3 separate regions of the Mus musculus genome follow, and all the other regions are linked to region 1. A link is a contact called in public Hi-C and HiChIP or PLAC-seq data. All regions are on one chromosome and are shown on one strand. Each heading gives the region's core, a stretch centred on a gene start, on an enhancer-like site or on the middle of the called end of the contact. The rest is flanking DNA. Distances are from core to core; before and after follow the strand shown. Region 1 overlaps Ppard (peroxisome proliferator activator receptor delta). Region 2 overlaps Mapk14 (mitogen-activated protein kinase 14). Region 3 overlaps Anks1 (ankyrin repeat and SAM domain containing 1).

What was found. Hi-C and Micro-C count contacts between places; a contact is called where the count stands out from the background. HiChIP or PLAC-seq counts read pairs in DNA pulled down with a chosen protein or histone mark.
Region 2: a contact with region 1 is called in a FOXA1 HiChIP or PLAC-seq map of pancreatic cancer cells. The contact joins two enhancer-like sites. A contact is called at or near these places in 1 of 39 promoter capture datasets (hippocampal neurons), 1 of 115 datasets of contacts at active chromatin or transcription factors (pancreatic cancer cells) and 1 of 9 other capture datasets (adipose tissue).
Region 3: a Hi-C map of the HPC-7 cell line shows a contact between it and region 1, with 4 times the contacts expected there. The contact joins two enhancer-like sites. A contact is called at or near these places in 1 of 39 promoter capture datasets (liver) and 2 of 484 Hi-C or Micro-C datasets (the AML12 cell line and the HPC-7 cell line).

What each region holds. Positions count from the first base shown.
Region 1 is chr17:28,288,507-28,292,626 of GRCm38.p6, forward strand. All of the region lies in intron 3 of Ppard (peroxisome proliferator activator receptor delta), which reads left to right. Among named protein-coding and RNA genes, the nearest start is that of 1810013A23Rik, 19 kb to the left of the region's middle. Within about 2 kb of position 2,370, at least 51 of the 459 cell types and tissues checked have an H3K27ac peak or open chromatin away from gene starts, as enhancers often do. A contact at or near this core is called in the HPC-7 cell line, liver and pancreatic cancer cells, where this site is marked.
Region 2 is chr17:28,696,320-28,700,439 of GRCm38.p6, forward strand. The region is part of intron 1 of Mapk14 (mitogen-activated protein kinase 14); the gene reads left to right. Among named protein-coding and RNA genes, the nearest start is that of Mapk14, 7.0 kb to the left of the region's middle. Within about 2 kb of position 1,677, at least 185 of the 459 cell types and tissues checked have an H3K27ac peak or open chromatin away from gene starts, as enhancers often do. A contact at or near this core is called in pancreatic cancer cells, where this site is marked.
Region 3 is chr17:28,011,051-28,015,170 of GRCm38.p6, forward strand. The region is part of intron 12 of Anks1 (ankyrin repeat and SAM domain containing 1); the gene reads left to right. Among named protein-coding and RNA genes, the nearest start is that of Gm35290, 5.8 kb to the left of the region's middle. Within about 2 kb of position 2,406, at least 181 of the 459 cell types and tissues checked have an H3K27ac peak or open chromatin away from gene starts, as enhancers often do. A contact at or near this core is called in the HPC-7 cell line and liver, where this site is marked.

The DNA of each region.
Region 1 (4,120 bases), core at 1,120-3,619:
GACTCTTGCTGCACAAGCCCAGAGACCTGAGTGTGATCTCTGGAACCTACATAAAGGTGGCGGAGAGGACCAGTTGTATAGTTGTCCCTCAGCCTCCACATGTACCGTGTCACAACGTCCCTGTCACACAGATCACATTCATGTGCTGTATTACAACATCCCCATCACACAGATCACATACACCAGTAATAAATAATAAAGATTTATTTGTTTTGGGTTTTTTGAGACCAGGCCTCTCCTGGCTGACTTGGAATACACTATTTAGACCAGGCTTGTCCCAAACTCACAGAGATCCACCTGCCTCTGCCTCTGCCTCTGCCTCTGCCTCTGGAGTGCTGGGATTAAAGACATGCACCACCGCGTTGAAAGATTTTGTTGTTGTTGTTGTTGTTGTTTGGTTTGGTTTTTTAAGAATAGGGTAGAGGTAGCCTCCAAATGATGACACCATTGCATACACTAGCAAGCCTTTGTTGCAAGGACGGTGATATAGCTGTCCCTTGTGAGACTAGGCCGGGGCCTAGCAAACACAGAAGTGGATGCTCACAGTCAACTATTGAATGGATCACAGGGCCCCCAATGGAGGAGCTAGAGAAAGTATCCAAGGAGCTAAAGAGATCTGCAACCCTATCGGTGGAACAACATTATGAACTAACCAGTACCCCAGAGCTCTTGACTCTAGCTGCATATGTATCAAAAGATGACCTAGTCGGCCATCACTGGAAAGAGAGGCCCATTGGTCAGGCAAACTTTATATGCCCCAGTACAGGGGAACACCAGGGCCAAAAAATGGGAATGGGTGGGTAGGGGAGTGGGGGGGAGGGGGTGGGGGACTTTTGGGATAGCATTGGAAATGTAATTGAAGAAAATATGTAATAATAATAAAAAAAACGAATAGGGTAGAGGGGGCTGGAGAGATGGCTCAGTGGTTAAGAGCACCGACTGCTCTTCCGAAGGTCCTGAGTTCAAATCCCAGCAACCACATGGTGGCTCACAACCATCCATATTGAGATCTGACGCCCTCTTCTGGTGCATCGGAAGACAGCTAGTGTACTTAGATATAATAATAAATAAATCTAAAAGAATAGGGTAGAGCCAAGCATGGTGGCTCACGCCTGTCATCCAAGCACTTGGGAGCTGAAGCAGGAGAATCACAGGTTCCAGGCCAGCCTGTTTGAACAAAAAGCCCAACACCCGTATGTATAATAAATGTTAGACAGTGCAAACCAGAGGACTACAGGAGTTGATTTAGAGTCCTGAGGGGTGAGGCGTGTCCGTTATAAGACACAGCCTGCGCTGTACGTCTTTCTCAGCAACCACGTGTGACTTTCATAACTTAAAAGCTCTTGTTCTGTTTTGTCCCAAAGTTGAAATGGATAAACTGACATGATGACGTTCTCTCTGATCCCAGCACTTGGGAGGCAGAAGCAGACAGAGCCCTTGAGCTCAAGGCCAGCCTGTTCTACATAGTGAGATCCTATCAGGACACAGAGACCACCCACAGCAAAACAGGGACCCTCACAGCTGCCTCAGGCCCCCCGTCTCAGTCTCCTCACCTGAGCCCTCCACAGCTCTCAGTAGTAACCCCTGCCCTGTGCCCATGAGTTTGGGGCTTTTGCCCCAGAGTCCCTTTGGGGATCCCAAAGGAACCCTGAGACGGTAGGAAGGCTGCAGGGCTCCAACCCCTCCATGTGGGTCCACACTAAACTTCCCTGCCACCCTTGTGTCCCCAGGAGGTCGGCAGTGCAGGTCTCACACAGCAACAAGGAAGCACAGGGCCTGGGGCCGTTGCTGGCACAGGACTGACTCAGGAGGTGGTACTCACAACCCTCCCTCCCCTCCCCTGTCCACTCTCGCTCCATGGCAGCCCACACACACAGGAGCCAGGTAGACCAGTGGCTCTCCTCTCTCTGTGTGCTTCTTTCCCCAGCAGCACTTGGTGAATGTCCAGGGCTGGGCACCATGCCAGAGTGGGCCAGGCAGTGGTGGACAGGGCTGAACACCAGCCCAGAGGAGCCCAAAGTCCAGGCAAAATGGGACAACAGTCAAGGAACTATCCAGTTAGCTGGGTGTGGTGGCACATGCCTTTAATCCCACAAGAAACAGGCATACCTCCCTGAGTTCGAGGCCAGCCTGGTCTACAGAGCAAGTTCCAGGGCTACACAGAGAAACCCTATCTCAAAAATAAAAACAAAACAAAAAAGGAGAAGCCAGTTCCCCAGCCTCAGGGCTCTTAGAGCTTATCCTGCTGTGAGAACTGTGAGGCTTTGGTGGCACCGTGGCTAACCAGGCAGGCTGTGTGCACCTCATGGCTGTGATGACAGCGTGCTTCCAGCCTTCCGCCACCGTGTGAGGACGTGAGGATAAGTCAATAGTGTGTGTTTGCTGAGCTTGTAGTCTGATGGCAAGACTGATTGCCGTGTGGGGTGCCAGGGCCAGGATTACTCAGAGTTCAAGTGTCTAAGGACCGACCTCCGCCATCAGTGCTGAGCTGCTCTAGAGACAGGAAGATTGTGCCTGTGGGCAGCAGGAGAGTGCGCACCGCCACCCCGATCAGGGGTTCCCAGATAGACAGACCCAATAAAGGGAGGGGTGTGTGTGTGTGTGTGTGTGTGTGTGTGTGTGTGTGTAGAGCTATAATGGAGGTGGGGTCCCCTCTTCCAGGAGGAAAGAGGACCCAGCCATTCTCTCGAAGCCTTCGCCTATAGACAGAGAGCCACATGCATTCTGAACTGTTAGCACTCTGTACTCCAGTCTCCTGAGTTAGATGACAGTCACGTCTTTATCTTTCTCTCCTTTTTGTTTTGTTTTGTTTTTTGTTTGTTTTGTTTTGTTTTTTGAGATAGTCTCTCTATATATTCCTGGCTGTCCTGGAACTCACTCTGTAGACCAGGCTGGTCTCAAACTCAAAGATCCACCTGCCTCTGCCTCCTAAGTCCTGGGATTAAATGAATGCAGACTAGCCTGTGAACGGAAACCTGGCTATCACAGCGCAGCCAGATCAGGAAAGCCGTCCTCACCACTATCTTTAACCCCATCAACCACAGTTCTCCCGCCTGTTATAGAGGGGCACAGTGCCTGACTTGAAGGGTTATTTCGAAGCTTTGCATGAAGGAAGGGATGGGCAGTACCCAGTAGAGTTCTGGAACACAGGCAGTGCCAGTGCACCCTCTGCTGCAGGTCCCAGTCCTAAGCACGACCAGCAAGTGACCTTGCACAAAATGAAACGAGCCAGGCATGGTGGCATTTGGGAGGCAGAGGCAGGCGCAGCACCGTGAGTTCACAACTAATCCAGGCTACTTAATTAGACCATCTCAGACCCAAACAATCCAAAAAGACCCTTGGCTAGTAGGTGGGGCCTGGCAAAAGCCACCTCTTCTCCTGTTCCTCCCGGTAAACAAAGACCCTTGGGAGGTGTCTCAGGCCCCTGGCAGGGATTCTGGGACCAGCTGCAGGCGTATCAGGTGAACAAAGGTATCTCCTAAGAGCAGCAGGCAGGAGTGAGAGGAGTGTTAGGTCCATTGATGTGTCAGGATACCTCATACAGACAGCCTTAAACAGAAAGGCTTTATTCAGGAAGACAATGCTGAAGGTTCCAGCCCAGCCAGCCAACCCTACTACTTTGGGGTCTATGGTGAGTCATGCATTGTAAAGAAGAGACAGGGTTCAACGTGCCTCTCTAAGGCTCACCTCCAGTGACCACGGTAGCGGGAGGTCCTGCCTCCCGTTAGCACCACAAGCTTTGAACATCCGGGCCTTTAGTCAACATTCAGAATCTATGCTATGACCAGGCGTGTGACTATACGCCTATAGTCCCAGTTCCCAGGAGGCTGAGTTACAGGCCAGCCTGGACTCCAGAAATGAGACTGTGAGTCAAGGGAAGAAAAGAGGCTGAGGATGGGGCTCAGTTGGTAGAGTGTTAACCTGCTGTGCTGCAGGTGTGGCCCCAGCAGTGGGGAGGCTAAGGAGGCAGAAACAGAGCTTTAAGGCCATTACGGAAATGACTGCACACATACATGAGGACCTGCACTCAGATACTTAGCACTCACAGAAAGAGCTAGGCCTGGGCCAGTGAGGTGGCTCAGAGGGCGAAGGCGCTTGCTGCCAAGCTTGGCTACCAGGG
Region 2 (4,120 bases), core at 427-2,926, 410 kb after region 1:
CTGTCACTTTCGTATTAACTGGCATCTTAATGTGATTCTTTGGTTTATCATGATCTTCATTTAAGGCATTATCAGTCCCTCTCTTTCTAGAGTAGGTGGGTTGCTTTTCCTTCTCTCTCTCTTCTGCATCTTTAGTAACGGAACCCTGGGGGCTGGTGCACACTAACCATGGGATCCAGTGAGCTGCACTCCAGCCTCCAGGCTGGCGTTTTAGCCTAGTTCTGTGGATGAGCTGGGGTTAACAGAAGACCCTGTGCTGTATGACCATCAGCTAGAGCTGAATGGATCTGGGAGCAATCAGAAGGGGGAGGGTTTGCAGCTGCTAGGAATCCTACCTGGTCATATTTGCCTTTGTAAAGACCAACTTCTGTGCTGAAAAAGTAAGCCAAGGTGGGTTGCAGACAGAGCAGAGCTGGGGTCTAGCTCCCTAGCTTTTCATTTCTGTTCCTTAACTGATCGAGGCACTAACTAAACTGTTTGTGGTTTATGTAAGCACAAGAGAGATAAATCATGGCAGGGACTTGACCTATGCCCTGTACTCTTCATCCACAAGTCCAAAAGTGCCAGAGCCAGAATTTTTGTTGAGCTCGGAAATTCAGGGTACTCCACTTCAGCTCTCTAAATAACATGCTTACTTCAAAATTTTTTTTTGTTTTTTTTTTTTGTTTGTTTGTTTGTTGTTGAAGGGTTTTGCTGCCAAAAGGAAGGGATCAAAGAGATTAGCTGCTGAGTTCAGCTGAAAAAGAAAGAGGAGCTGCTGGCAGGCTGAGTGTTTTCTAACATCTTTGACTTCCAGGCTTTTTCTTAATACTTGCTCATATTTTAAGTCACTTGTATCTTCCTCAGAGTATCCGAGCATTTAAAATCACATTTATCTTAATCTTTGGTTCTGTGTCTGTTTTCCATTCCTGCCTTTCCCTCATTGTGTTACTTGGCACTGATGTTTTTGTCTGTAAGACTCCAAGGAATGTTAACTTGAATAGATGTGACCAATACCTGTCTACAGATACCTTGTAACAGCTCTGCTCTGTCCTGTCTTGGCTGTCTTCATGTGCTGCACACTCTCTGGCTCTCTTGCTCTCGCTCGCTCGCTCTCTCTCTCTCTCTCTCGCTCGCTCTATACACGCACACACACATACACACACACACACACATCCCGCCTACACACACTGCTTTATCATCTGGTTGCAGAAAGTAAGTTCCTGAAAACAGGTTCCCATGGCAACATAACAGAAAGGTAATAGAACAAATGTTTATTCTGTCTAGACCTGTTGTCTGACTAACTGTAGACCCTGAACATGTTTGCTCCTGTCACACTGAACAATGTGATTACAGATTTCCTTGTTTCCCTCAAAACCTCCTCCTTGTAGATCTTAGTGGGGTTGCCACTGTGCTTGTGACGTGAAGGAAGCTGTGTGTGTGCCCTACTGCAGGTGTATACTGGTTGTGTCCCCAAGCTTGCAGGCCACAGCTTACCTAAAACAGCAGCAGTTGCTCCTTTGTTGTCATAAGTTCTTTAGCTTAGTATTGGTAGTGTTAAGCGTTGTTTATAAAGTCCAAAGAAAGCAAGGGACCTGGGGAGGTGCCATAGTGCTTGCCGTGAAAGCATGGGGCCGTGACTTGGATCTAGACAGCATGTGAAAGCCGGACACAGCACATGTGTGAGCTCAGTGCTGGGGTGCAGAGACAGGAGGATGGGTGGAGCCTTTGGACTAGCTGGCCAGCTAGCCTAGCCAAGTTAGTGAGGTCCAGATTCAGTGAGAAACCCTTTCTCAAAACACGGTGGAAGGCACCTAAGGTCAACCTCTGACCTACACACATGCACACACAAAAGCAGGAAGAGACCTAGGTTGCTTTGGAAGTCTTTGTAGCTTTTCTTTCTTTCATATTGTTCAGTGTCATCATCTCAAAACTACCTTTATATTTCTAAAGACAGCCCTTCCCCTTTCAAGTGACATTCTAGTAGCTTGTCAAATCTAGGGCAGCTTGATGCCAGGGTATGTATTGGAAATCTGTGTCAGAGAACCATTTCCATCTGGTGATTCAGATCTGGAAAGGATGACATCAGCGTGTGCCCACAAGAGGTCAGAAAACAAAACAAAACCTCTTTTGATGTGTGAAGGCTCTGGGAGGCTGTTTTAGTTAAATGGGGTGTGAGAGTAATTGGTCTTGATCTTGAGCCCTTTGCTCGGATCCACTTGGACCATTGTCATGCTCATAATCAGGCCTTTGCTCTTTCCTGTAACACGCAGCTTGGGGTGTCTGGCTTGTGCGAGTACTGAGTTCATCTTGTATTACTGCATTCCTGTAGCAGATCTAATTTAATTCCCAGAAATAATTTTTTTATTCTTAGTATCTTCAGTAGGTGACTCCTCTTTACCCTTCCCCCTTAAACTTCACTTAGGGCTTTTGCTAGCTCTAACTTCCTTGAACCTAGGTTTAGAAATACATCGTTTAATCTACCAGTTGCCAGTGAAGACTTTAGTTCTTTCTCATCTGTAAAAAAAGAAAGAAAAATCCAACTCCCTAGTAATCATTGTGCAATTCTGATGTTGACATCTTGTGTTGACATAGTTGTGATTACCTGATTGTGTGTGTGTGTATGTGTGTGTGTGTGTGTGTGTGTAAATGTTCTTGCATGTGTGTTTGCATATATGCAAAGACCAGAGGTTAACTTCAGTTATTGTCGACTATCACTTTCTACTTTATTTTTTGATAGTATCTCTCACTGGATCTGGAGTGCATGGATTGCTTAGACTAGCTGGCCAGAGGTCCTCAGGAATCTTCCTGTTTCCAGGCACATCGTCTCCTACCTGTTTTTTGTTGCTGATGTTGTTTGGTTTATGTTGATACTGGGATCAAACTCAGCCTTCATACTTGCTGCTGGAGCACTTTTCTGACTGAACTGTCTCCCCAGTTCTGCCCTTGTGTGATGCTGCAGTCTGGCTTGCTTAGGTTTCTGATTCCTTATGTCGTGTTCTGAGTGCCCTATGGTTGGGTGATCTCTTTTGAAATGAGCGACTCAATGTTAAATGATACTGATACCAGGCAAAAGGTTTAAAAAGTAACAGTGTTATCTGAGATGTTGGAAAAATAGTTGCCTGGTTAAGAACACTGGCTGTTCTTCCAGAGGATCTGGGTTCAATTCCCAGGACCCACATGGCAGCTCACAACTGTCTCTAATTGTAGTCCCAGGGGATCCAACACCCCACACAGACTTACATGCAATACACATGAGAGTTTTAAAAATTGTGATCTGTTTTTTTTTTTTTTTTTTTTTTTTTTTTTTTTTTTTTGGTATCTCTGAACTTCTTTACATCCCCAAACATGGTGTAACATAGGGTTCTTGGTTTGTGCCTGTTCTGAGCAGAGGGTGATACTTTGTTGTGGGTCTGACTGGGTATTATATATTTAACAGCAGTGTTGTCCCCTAATCTTAAGATTTATGACAATTTCCCATTGTGACAGCCAGATTTGTCTTATAAGTGGTGCCTTATGTTGGGGGAGGGTTGGAAATTAGTCACCTTTAATTGAAAACGTTTTACACAACAGTACATATCTAGAATAATTGGTCTTGACTAAAACCTATAGGCTAACTTGAACACTGTACCTGTCAGCAGAGAGGAATGCTACACATGGGGCTTCCTTCAGCATGACCGTCATTATCTTCAGGAGAACATGAGAAAGCATTATCGAGGTCCCAAGCTTACTGTGGTTAGAACCGCTTGCACAGATCGTGTGTTGGCCACGTGGGTAGCTGTATAGTGCTGTGAAGAAACAATGAATGTGAATAACTTTGTTTTCCTTTTGTCGTGATTCCTCTTAGGACTTGTAAATGTTTCTGGAAAGGAAAGCTTATTGAGTATGTTAGCATTAAGTCCAAATCTGAAGGTAGTGCTTTTCCCAGCATCTCTGGTTTTCTTTTCTTGACTTTTTTTTTTTTTTTTTTTTTTTTTTTTGGTTTTTCGAGACAGGGTTTCTCTGTGTAGCCCTGGCTGTCCTGGAAACTTACTCTGTAGAACAGGCTGGGCTCGAACTCAGAAATTCGCCTGCCTCAGCCTCCCGAGTGCTGGGATTGAAGGCGTGTGCCATCATGCCCGGCTATCTCTGGTTTTCTCGC
Region 3 (4,120 bases), core at 1,156-3,655, 280 kb before region 1:
GAGCTCAAGCCCTTCACACAACTGCCTTCCCCCATGGCTCCTCCCATCACAGACAGAGGAGGTGTGCATGGGCCAGCCTCCTGGATTTACCACATGCCTCTTAGGAACTGTGGCCAGCAAGGCTGGGGGGTTGGTGGCTGAGAGGGTGTCAGGGAGCATGCTCAGTTCATAGGTTTGGGGTTACGCTGCTTACTGCTGGGAAACAGCCTTTGGTGAACTTCACTGGGCAAGATGACTTCCTCACACTGCGTGATGAAGGTCTACCTCCAAAAGAGTGTCCATCAGCGACACCGGCCTTTTCCTCGTGCTCCGTGAGCGTCTCGCTAACCCAGGAGTGATGGAGCTTACTTCCTAACCAGCTTCCCAAGGGGGGCTCTGACACCAGACTTCAGGGTTCCTGGGTCCTTGAGTGAGGTCAGAGCATGTTGTCCTGACCCCTGAGAAGCTCCAGGTATCAAAGACGGGAAGCCACATGCGCCTCCCACACAGATAACCTGTGTGGGTAGTTGTTGCATGGCTGGGTTGGGTTGTATGCTTACTGATTTATAACTTTTCTCACCTAGTAACTGCACACTGTCGATAGCTTTCTATGGCAGGTGGGCTTTGGAGCTGGCACTCTGTATCACCCTTGCTCTTCCTTGTGTGCATGTCACCGGCAATGTACCCCAGGACCCCTGACTGGTCTCAGTGCCCTTGGATCTGAAGGCTCCATGCTATGCTGTGTGGCTCCCTGGGCATCACTGGAGTTCCTAGACACTGAAGGAACCATGTTCCTCCTATTTTTCAAGTCCGTTCCCTTCCTTCAACCTTTGTTAACCTGTCCTATGCTCTGCATTGACAGTCCCAGGGAGAGCTGGGCTTTCTGCATCCCTCAGTTAAAGGCCACCACTCCTCTAGGGCCTTTGCCAGCAGCAGTCCTGCCCAGGTTCCAGCCCTCATTTATCCTCCAGCATGGGTTCCCAATTGTGAGTTGACCCTGCAGCCTACCTTCCACTGAGAAGCCTAAAATTCACTGTTTGCATAAGTAAATGCTGGCTCATTTTGTGTGTGTCATTTGGTAGCCCATGCTGGCCTTGAACTCATAATAGTCCTCTTGCCCCAGGCTGTGACATCGCCACTGTACCCAGGATTAGTGTCATTATCGAGTCTTCTTCAGTCAAGTGTGAGATCTTCCTCAAGCAGGGACCTCATTTGTGTCACCCCTAAGCAAATGTGATGCTTTGTGCTGGAGCAGAGAAGATGTTCTAGCAAACTCCCCTTTGCTGGCAATACTTGGGTGTTCTGTGTGCTGGGGTAGGGGTGGGGAGCAGAAAAGCTTTTCCCACCTCCAGCCACAGGAAAGGCTCCAGGGCTCTGTCCTGCCAAAGCAGCAGTTTCAGTGATGGGCTCCATACCTCAGTCTCCTTAGATAGCCCCCAGCCTGTCTCCTGCACACAGTCATGCATGCAGCAGCAAAAGCGATGGATGCCAGAACTAAATGCTTTGTACACCACAGTGTCTGTAAACCAAGCCTCCCATGCCAAGCAAGACCCAAGGATACTAAAGCCTCTTGCACAAGATGGTGGAGCCGCTGACAACCTCTTCAGGCACTCCTGCATGCTTCACGGTGTCTCTGGAGTACTAGGTGCCTAATGAAGCCATTTGACTCTGTGGTGTAGACAGTGAGAACAGGCGGTACATGTAGACCATGGGTGTCAGCTGTTTTGTTAGTTTATTTTCCTGTTTTTCAACACAGGCTCTCACTGTGTAGCCTTGGCTGTCCTGGAATTGACTCTGTAGACCAGGCTGGCCTCAAACTCAGATCCGCCTGCTTGCTTCCCGGGTGCTTGGTGGTGTGTTTGCTTTCCCTAACTTTTCACTGTGTTTCACAATTGCTTGAAACTCAGATGTGGAGGCTGACTGTAAGAACAAAAATAACTGCCTGGTCAGGTTGTGGTTCGAGGTACAGAAGTCTGTGAGGTCAGCTAGTTCCCCCACGTGCCTACTTTTGAATGGGATTGGAGATTATGGAAGAGAAAACCACAGAAGGCTGCCTGTCTACTTAGCAAAAACACGCAAGCCAGGAAACACTTGGCTGAAGGCTTAAGTGATAAATTTGTGTTTTGTAATCAGCTTTCATAAATATTAAAGAAGTGGGAGATGGTGGAAAGCAGTGATGTGCTCTGTATGCGTGCTCAGCTCCACACTTGCTCAGCAATGTCCACGTGGAGAGTGCCGTGCTCTCAGTCTCAAATGGTGGCTGAGGGACCCTCGGCTGAGCCCCTTCCTGAGAGGGGAAGAGGCGGCAGGCAGAGCACCCTGTCAGGCCAAGCCCTGAGCTTCCCCTTCCCCGCACTGCTCCTTAGAGCCAGCATGACGTCATCAAGAAGAGAGGTGATTGGTGCAGCTCCACAGAGGCATTGGCTTCCCTCGCCACCTAGAGGTGGGTGCAGACAAGGAGGTCTGCCCTTTACCCGGAACCCTCAGCTTGCCACGATCTGCAGTGTGCATTGTCCCTTGGTATGTACACTGGCGTGCTTGATCCTGGGCACTCCCACTCTAAACAAGAATGTGGCTCTCCCACCTCTGGGGACAGCTCGGAGCTTGGAATGTCTATTTAAGTTGCTTCCTGGCTCACACTGGAGTAGAAGCCTTACCCTCTGAGTTTCCATTGGTTTTAGGTTTGAAGCATTGTCCTGGCAGCTCTGCCTTCCGGGCTTTGTGTCAGATCCAGGGGCTCTCAGTATCTGCCATTTACCTGCAACTTGTAAGTCCTGGCTCCTCAGTCTGTGGTCAGACCAGTCAGCCTCCTGCTGCCTTCCTGGGCTATCATGGCAGCATGCCGGGGAAGCAGAGAGCTGGACCCCGCACCGTTGGGCTTCCTTGAGCTGCAGGCGTCTCCTCCTGCCCCCAGCCCGGCTTCCCTGCTGTCCTCACAGCAAGCAAGGGGCCAGTGAGCCCAGTGGGTACAGCACACACAACGGGGCAGATTCTGTGGTGCTGTATTTGCCAGCTGTGTGTGTGTGCGTGTGTATGCATGAGAGAGAGAGGGAGGGAGGGAGGGAGGGAGGGAGAGAGAGGGGGGAGAGAGAGAGAGAATGACACTACTACATGAACAAACATGAGCACTAAGGCATGCACCTCACTATGTAGTTGTCCTAGAAATCAACACATAGACCAAGGTGGCATCAAACTCACCAAGATCCACTGCCCTGCCTCCCAAATCCTGGGGTTAAAGATCTGCACCACCATGTTTTGGTTTATTTTGGTTTTTGAGATGTATGTGTATGGATGTTTTCTGCATGTATGTGTGTACTGAATGCATGCCTCATGCCCATGGCGTCCTAAAGAGGTCATCAGATCCCCTGAATTAGAGTTACAGATTGTCAACCAACACTTAGGAACTGGGGATTGAACCCAGGTCTCCTGGTCTTCTGAACGAGCAGTGCAGTCAGTGTTCTTGACCTCTGAGCCATTGCTCCAGCTCCCCAACATTTAAAAAAAAAAGAAAAAAAAAAAAGCTTTGGTGATGCATGACAGGTAGTGAAAGTTAATGTGTAGCTGATAAAAATGTGCTCTTTATCCCAGAGCTGAGAGTCATGGAAACATATTCTCTGAATTGGGGGAGGGGGTACCTGAAGGTTTCCCTATGCAGCACAGACTGGCCTCAGATGCAGCAGCAGAGTTAGAGGGGTGCACCACCACGGCCAGCTTTCGCTTTCTAGGACATTCTTACACAGCCTGGCTCGAGTTTCATAGTCATGGCACTGACAGACTGTGGGCAAAAAGGGTTTGTATGCTTCTAAGCATTTGTATCTGAGACACAGTAGGAGTCTCTCTTCTTTTCTGTGTGTTTATTTTTTTTCTCTGTGCAGTTATTCATCAGGCTGCTTTGTTGAGTGCCTGCTGTGTCTCAGGCACTGCTGTAGGTGCCGTAGGGAAAATAGCATCGTTCAGAAAGACCAAGTCTCTCGCTCACGACATGCGCACTCCAGAAAGCAGAGAAGGAAAGGGTGAATGAGCAGGTTTGACAGTGTGCTTGGTGGTGGGAGAAGGCCACAGGCGAGGACTAGTACAGTGGGCAGGCCAAGGGAGGATGCTTTTGAGGATGGGGAAAGGCTGGCCTGTGGTGTGGCTGGAG